2 separate regions of the Rattus norvegicus genome follow, and region 2 is linked to region 1. Evidence: chromatin contacts called from public Hi-C data. All regions are on one chromosome and are shown on one strand. Each heading gives the region's core, a stretch centred on a gene start, on an enhancer-like site or on the middle of the called end of the contact. The rest is flanking DNA. Distances are from core to core; before and after follow the strand shown.

Region 1 (3,744 bases), core at 443-2,942:
CAGGAAAAGCTAGACAAGGGTCATCTCAAGAGCCTAGAGCTACTTCTCCTCTAGAAGGATGCTGGTCTGCAATGCACTCAATCTCAATTCACCTCTGGAGGCTTCTCTTCTCTGGGGATGCCACAAACACATATTCTTTCGTCCTTTTTCCACACACCCTCTATTGATTACTGTCCCCGCTGCTAGGCCTCCCATTAGATTCTTTCAATCCAAACAAATGCTTGGCAGAATGAAATCCTCCTTGCTGACGGGATGACAGGGCAAGGCCAGGCAACAACAGCCTGGAATAGAGCTTCCTCCAGGACACCTTTTTTTTTTTTTTAAACCTTTTAAGAGAGCCCACCTCCTTAAGGAGGTCATTAAGACATCCTTAATTGGGGGCTGGAGAGATGGCTCAGCGGTTAAGAGCACCGACTGCTCTTCCAGAGGTCCTAAGTTCAATTCCCAACAACCACATGGTGGGTGGCTCACAACCATCTGTAAAGAGATCCGATGCCCTCTTCTGGTGTATCTGAAGACAGCTACAGTGTAATAAATGAATAAATCTTAAAAAAAAAAAAATTAAAAAAGACATCCTTAATTGTCATTTACCCATGGGCCACTCTCCACGTCACTGCATGCCCCTTGTGCAAAAGCTGTTCCCCAAAGAGAAGCTTAAACATAAAATAAGGAGAGCTACACCGGAAATAGTAGCGGCACACATCTTTTAGCACTTTGGGTACAGAGGCAGGCTGTTGCTAGAGGTCAATCAGAGCAATGAAGGGAGACCCCATCTCATTACAGATGGCTGTGAGCCACCATGTGGTTGCTGGGAATTGAACTCAGGACCTCTGGAAGAGCAGTCAGCGCTCTTAACCACTGAGCCATCTCTCCAGCCCCCAGGGAGACCCCCATCTCAAATATTAAAATAGAATCCCATAAGGAAGGAGAGCCGGGTGGTTAGTTTTGCATATTAACTCATCAAGTGCGATGGATTCTATGCCTTGAATGGGAGTTTTTCTCAGACACAAAATACGGAGGGCATGTGGTGAGTCTAGTCAGCTCCGCGAGGCTTAAAAAGCGAATTAAGTGCACACTCGCATTCAGCTATATACAGCCAGGAGGTGCAAACACAACTTTAGACACACTTCTGCACGCACCAGGCCGAGCACGCACCGACTGACTAGCAAACCCATGCCGGAGGGTGCACGATCGCCCACTTTCTCCCGTACTTGGGCGCCATGGGCAGCGGCAAGACGCGCAGCCCGCACACTTCGGCCTTTGTTGTATCAGCTTCCGGGCGTCCATCACACAGACGACGCGTACGTCGGGCCAGGAAAGGCGACCGAACACGAAATGGCGGGCAGGGGCGGGGCAGAGAGGGGTACCCTTCCTCAAGTGAGGGCGGGGCGCGCCTGTTTCTGCGCAGGCGTGCGGCCGGCGTGCGCCTCCCTTTGCGCAGGCGCCCGGTTGGGGCGTGCCTTTCTTTGCGCAGGCGCCCAGCTCAGCGCGCGTTCCCAGAGGCGCGCGGGGACACAAAGGGCTATAGGGAAAGAGCGGAGCGCGACCGAGATCTGTGGAATGGCTTCAGGTCATGAGCGACCTGGAGCGGATTTTCGGAGTGGGATCCGGGCTCGCCGGAACCGCGAGCTTGGTCCCTCCCTACGTTCCCTTTCCTTCCTTTCCCATTTCACCTCCTTTCCCTGTTCCAAAGACCTCGCGGGATGCATCGGGTACACAGGGCGCAGGCGCGGGTCACGTTGGAAGGATGAGGATCCTCCATCTTCCCTCGCGTTTTAATGGCCGACAGAGAGCGTTTCCCAGCCTGCGGGGCAGCGTGTGGGTCTTCTTAATTTCCTAGTTCTCTAACTCTCACGGTCCCCTTGAGCACGGAGATGGTGGTTTAGCCCTTTATAGAGTTCCTGCATCGAGATGTTAGACCCCCATGGATAAGGTTACCAAACTGATCTAGCCCTGTGCAAGCTGCTGTTTCAGACTTGGGAATGACCTTGAGAAACTGAAATACACTTTCTGATAAAGAGACAAGACTGAGGACGGTGACAAACCACTTTTCAGAATATTTTTAACCATAACTTGTGTTCTTTCTGACAGTGGAGGCAAGAGAGTTCAGGGTCAGTCAACCCTAGTTTACAGAAATGTTCTAAAAAGGAAAGAAAAGCAGCCCAAAGAAAGATGGCTCAGTGACTTTTTGCTATTAAGAGCCAGCATTCAATTCCCAGCACCCACAAGGTGGCTCACAACCGTCTGTGACTAATTCCGAGGGATCAGAGATTCTTCTGTATAGTCTCCACGAAGGCAAGAAAGTGGTGCATAGGTACTTGTGCAGGAAAAATATCCATACACATAAAGTAAAAATATCTTTAAAAGACAAAATTAGGCCAGGCAGTAGTAACACACTCTAATCCCAGTACTCTAGAGGCACAGGCAGTTGGATCTCTTAGTTCAAGGCTGACCTGGTCTACAGAGAGTGACCCAAACCCTGTCTCAGCCCCACTCCCAAAAAGAATTAGCTGGTATGTTTTTTTTTTCCATTGATACAAACGTTTGGGAAGCAGAATCAGGTCCCAGGTTGAGGTCAGATGCATCTATGTAGTGAGAGCTTGAATCAAATAAAAATTGTTGTGAGACACTCCTATAATCCTAGCACTCAGGAGGCAGAAGCAGGCAGATCTTGGTGAGTCTGAGGACAACCTGGTCTATACTGCACGTTATACACACACATACGCATGCACAGAGGCTTGTGAGCTTGGACTCCTGGCTAGTGGTCTTGGGTTGTATAAGAAAGCAGGTTGAGGGGCTGGAGAGATGGCTCAGCGATTAAGAGCACTGACTTGTCTTCCTGAGTTCAAATCCCAGCAAGCACATGGTGTCCCATAACCATCTGTAATGGGATCTGATGCCCTTTATTGGTGTTCATGAAGAGAGCTATAGTGTACTCACATACATAAAATAATTTATTTATTTATTATATATAAGTACACTATAGCTGTCTTAAGACATACCAGAAGAGGGCATTAGATCCCATTACAGATGGTTATGAGACACCATGTGGTTGCTGGGATTTGAACTCAGGACTTCTGGAAGAGCAGTCAGTGCTCTTAACCACTGAGCCATCTCTCCAGCCTGCATAAAATAAATTTTAAAAAAAGAAAAAGAAGAAAGAGAGAAAGAAAGAGAGAAAGAGAGGGAGGAGGTTGAGCAAACCGTGAGGGCAAGCCACCCGTAAGCAGTGCCATCCATACATGAGCTGCTGTCTCCAGGTTTCTATCCTGTTTGGGTTCCTGATCTACTTCCTTGGATGATGAACAGTGCTTTGGAAGCATGAGCCAAACAAGCCCTTTCCTCCCTAAGATGCTTTGGGTCATGGTGTTTCATGACAGCAATAGGAAGCCTAGCTAAGACAGCTGTACAGGAAGATGAGGAAGATAAGCAACTTTAGATGTGTCTTTACAGATAATTTTAACATTAGCTCCCATGGAAGAGACAGGAAGATCTTTTGAGTTAAGGGCCATCCTGGTCTAAAGAGCAAGTTCTAGGACAGCCAAGACTACACAGAGAAACCCTGTCTCAGGAAAAACAATGAAACTTTATAAAAGGAAAGGAGCCAGACAATGGTGGCACACACTTTTAATCGAGATAGAGGCAGGTGGATCTCTCAGTTCAAGGCTAGCCTGGTCTACAGAACAAATTGCAGGACGGCCAGGGCTGCACCAGGGAATCCTTGTCTCAACAAACAAACAAACA
Region 2 (3,616 bases), core at 1,088-3,587, 39 kb before region 1:
CTCAAGGCCTGTATCCAAATCCTGACTCCCATCTTCTGGATACATCGAAAACAAGGCACTCAGGTGTTGACTCAAGGCTACCATATGGCACCACAGCCACAAACCCGCCAGGCCAGGCAGACAAGCTCGGGAACTGTCTCCCTCACCTGCACGCCCTTTGCCGCCGGTTTCCAGCTAGAGGGAGCTCCACCCCTCAGAAACCCTTCTTGGAAGGCGGTGGCTGTGTGCCATAAATAAATAAGGTATTGAAGGGAGGAGCCAGTCGATGGTCAGTAGCTCAGGGATGGGGAGAATCTGGATGGAGATCAGGAAGCGCTTGAGCATGCAGACACCCCCCACTTCCAAATCACCAGTCATGCTTGGTACTACAGGCCTTCCTAGCCTCCATAACCCAAAGCAAGTAGCAAGCTAGCACTTTGGAAACTGCGGCTTCGGGGCGGGACCGCTGTGTAACTTTTCCACTCCATGGCTCAACGGTGGGACCACCAGGAAGGCCAGGCACATAGTGCAGCTAGTCCTGCGGGGCCCACCCCCTGGGTTACCTGCTGGGGTTGGTGGGTTCGCGCCCACCGAAGGCCTGCGTCGGACCCCATTGCACCCGCTTCCGCCCCCTGGTGGCCGAAGCCCGGGGGAGTGGGTGGGGGCGGGGTGGCCGCGGTGCGCAGGCGCACCGCTCACCCAGAGAACTACGCGCGCGAGCCTCGGCACGCACCGCGCGCAACGAGCACGTGGCCTGGGGCGCCAAGTGCGCCCTGTGCCCTGGAGACCCAAGGTACGCTTTCATCTAGGTGAGCGAGTTTGCCGCTGGAGAAAGCGCGCTACGTGCTGCCCCCTTGGGATCGCGACTGAGGGTCAACACGCGGCTTCCGGCTGCAATTTTGGCGCGCAACGTCCGGCGTTAAGTCACCGGGGTATTGGAGCTTCTGAGCTCGGAGCCTCGAGACCGTCGGGGGCGCACTCCCCAGAAGGGTCGAACCTCGCGGGAATTCACCTCAGAGAAACTCCCGCGGAGGCTCGGGGCATGGGGTGCACTATGCTGGCTGGAAATTCAAGTCTACAAGGGCCGCCGGGCACCGCTCCAGAGTGCGCTCTGCACGGGGTCGCACCAAGACGGACATGCCGGGCTATCAGAGTTTAAACAAGGTGGCACGCGCGGATTTCCCACTGCAGGATGAATGGGGCGCGAACAACGAGATGTTTGAAAGCAAGGAGCACGAGCCGAACAAGGCTTGTCTCGTGAGAGTGGATAATACTCCGCTGGGCGGGTGGAGGAGACTGCGAGCCGCGGCCTCAGGACCGTAGCCAGGACTGCGAGTCTGCGCGGGATACTCGGCCGCCGCGTCTCCACCGCAGCAGGGTAGCCGTGGGGGGCGCCCAGCGGCCCCCGTGTGCGGCCGCTTCACTTTCTATTTCCTCCCCCTCTAGCGCGTGGGCTCGCCGCCCGGGCCCGAACACCGTCAGCAGTGACCGCCACTGGTACGAGGTCCGCCGCCGCCAGAGCTCCCAGCCTCCACGGGCAGCCCACGAACACTCATGCTCAACCGTGACTGAGAACGAGACCGGTTAAGTGTCTCAGCCAAAATTACCACGGCACAGCTCGCCGCCCCATCCGCGTCATTCCGGATAACCCGCTGCCAGCCCGCTATAGGGCGCGAACCCAAGCACCTAACAAAGAGCAGTTCGGCCGCCGGCGCCGGTAGCCCGCCGGCGCCGCACACGCGCCCCCCACACTTCCGACTGCCGACGCGCCGGAGTTTCAAAGTTATTTCCGTGCGCCGCGGCCCCGCGACCCCGGCCCCACTAGCACTCAAACGATTCGCAAACAACTTTCGAGAATTTGCGATTCGGCCCTCCCAGTTTTCGTCCCCATGTTCCGCGTCGACCCCAGGCCATCGGCCAGCTCCCGACGGCGGCACGAATGCCCGCGTCGCTTCGCGCCCCCTCCCCCGCACACAAAGAGTGGTGCCCGGGGCCATCGCGCCGCTGGAGGGTGGCGAGGTCCTCTCCGTAGCGTTCGCGTGATGCTTTCCCCAATCCCGCAGCCACGCGCCAAACACTGCCCGGGCGACGGCGCACAGACCCCGAGGGGGCGGGCGGCGTCCAGCCTCACCTTGGTGGTGATCTCGGAGCTGGTGTCCACTGCCGCGTCTGACATGGTGGGGCACGCCGGTGGTCTGGTGCTACGCGTAAGGAATTAGTCGAGTTTCGAGGACTCTGGCGAGAAAGCTGCCGGAGTCCGCGTTGGAGGAGACGGTGGGCGGCGAAGGTGGCTGCAGTGAGCGCGGAGCACGACCCGGGAACAATGCAAAGATGGCTTTTCGGAGCAGCCAGTGGGGGACTCACGCGGCGCCAGAAGCTTTAATATAGATTAGTGGGCGGTGCTCAACCACCCGAGCCCCAACGCTATTGGTTGAGTACAGGGAGCGGGCGTTTTCTCATTGGCTCAATTCCGAACAATGGGCAAGTGAGCTTAAAGCGGCAGTGCCTCGGCTTGGCGCGCGCTGCGCAGTCCCCCGCCGCACTGTCATTCAGAGTCTTGAATATGTTGGGTCTCGCCATTCCGAGGAGGGGGCTCGCGCGCGTGCGCGCTCCCGCGGCTGTTTTGCTCAGGCTTCTGACGCAGAAAGCCAAAGCGCGGCAAAGCTGCCCGCCCAGCCCCCGTCCTCCCCCTCCCTCGCTACTGCTCGGAAGGAGGGGAGGGGAAGAGGGGGGGAGCAGGAGGACTGCCCGCGAGGGGGAGGGGAAGGCGAGTGCTGGGCGGCGCTTGCCCCGGGCGGTGCCCCGCGTGGTTCCCGCGCCCGAGACAGGCCCGCATCTAAGACTGAAGAGTTGGCCCAAATAAGTGTATGTGCATCCACAACGGGCACTGTGACTCGCACTTTCCACTCTGTCCCCTTTTCCCGCCGCCTCGACTACATTAGTGATCCCCGCCGCCCACCACTGTCCCGCCGTCCAGGGTCAGCTGACGAGCGAGCCTCGCGCCCTGCACACTTGGGGGAACTCATGCGAAGAGGGGTTTGATGCCCGGTGTCCTCAGTGGGACAGTCCTTGGGCCTCACGCCACAAAACGGTGTCCACACCTCAGGGCTCTCTGGTTCGCGTCTGCTGGAATAAGTCACTGCCGTCGCGACAGTCCATTAATATCTTCCAGGGCCCCGCCCGGCCATCGTGTTTACCCCTTAGCATTTTGGAGGCTCCAGTGCACATACGAACACTATGCAGCTGGGAGAGACATGTCTCCTCGGCCATCAGGACTAGTCCTTGAGAGGGTTCCTTCAAACTTGAGCCATTTAAGGAACCACGCGGAGCTTTGAGAAAAGAAAAACCATAAAGACGCCACACTCAAAATGGCGTTGGACTCCGCAAGCGTGGCGTGACGTGGCGACCCAGCTCACAAGGACAACTTCAAAACACTAGATTACTCGATTTTTAGCGCTTTCTCACTTCGCTGTCGAACTAACAAGTTTGTCCTGTGAAAGAAAGACCAGAATGGCTATAAACGGATCCCAAGAAACGATCTTCGCCACACTCAAGATGGCGGCAGATAGCGTCCGACCGTGTGTTGCCACAAGGGGGCGCCCGACACGGAAGGCGGAACTTAGGAAAAACGCGTTCA

The links. Hi-C and Micro-C count contacts between places; a contact is called where the count stands out from the background.
Region 2: a contact with region 1 is called in a Hi-C map of liver, with 4 times the contacts expected there. The contact joins the promoter of Ptma here to the enhancer-like site in region 1. A contact is called at or near these places in 9 of 12 Hi-C or Micro-C datasets (the A7r5 cell line, the Rat2 cell line, Schwann cells and 5 more) and 1 of 1 datasets of contacts at active chromatin or transcription factors (oligodendrocytes).

The regions. Positions count from the first base shown.
Region 1 is chr9:94,582,744-94,586,487 of GRCr8, reverse strand. The region is part of intron 1 of LOC120094735 (a long non-coding RNA gene); the gene reads right to left. Among named protein-coding and RNA genes, the nearest start is that of Ptma, 40 kb to the left of the region's middle. Within about 2 kb of position 1,692, at least 92 of the 93 cell types and tissues checked have an H3K27ac peak or open chromatin away from gene starts, as enhancers often do. A contact at or near this core is called in the A7r5 cell line, Schwann cells, hepatocytes and 2 more, where this site is marked.
Region 2 is chr9:94,622,915-94,626,530 of GRCr8, reverse strand. Ptma (prothymosin alpha) reads right to left here and starts at 2,337. Exons shown (of 5, transcript NM_021740.2): 1 at 2,111-2,337. The coding sequence starts at 2,155. It overlaps LOC134480603 (a long non-coding RNA gene), which reads left to right and starts at 3,118. Exons shown (of 2, transcript XR_010055053.1): 1 at 3,118-3,616.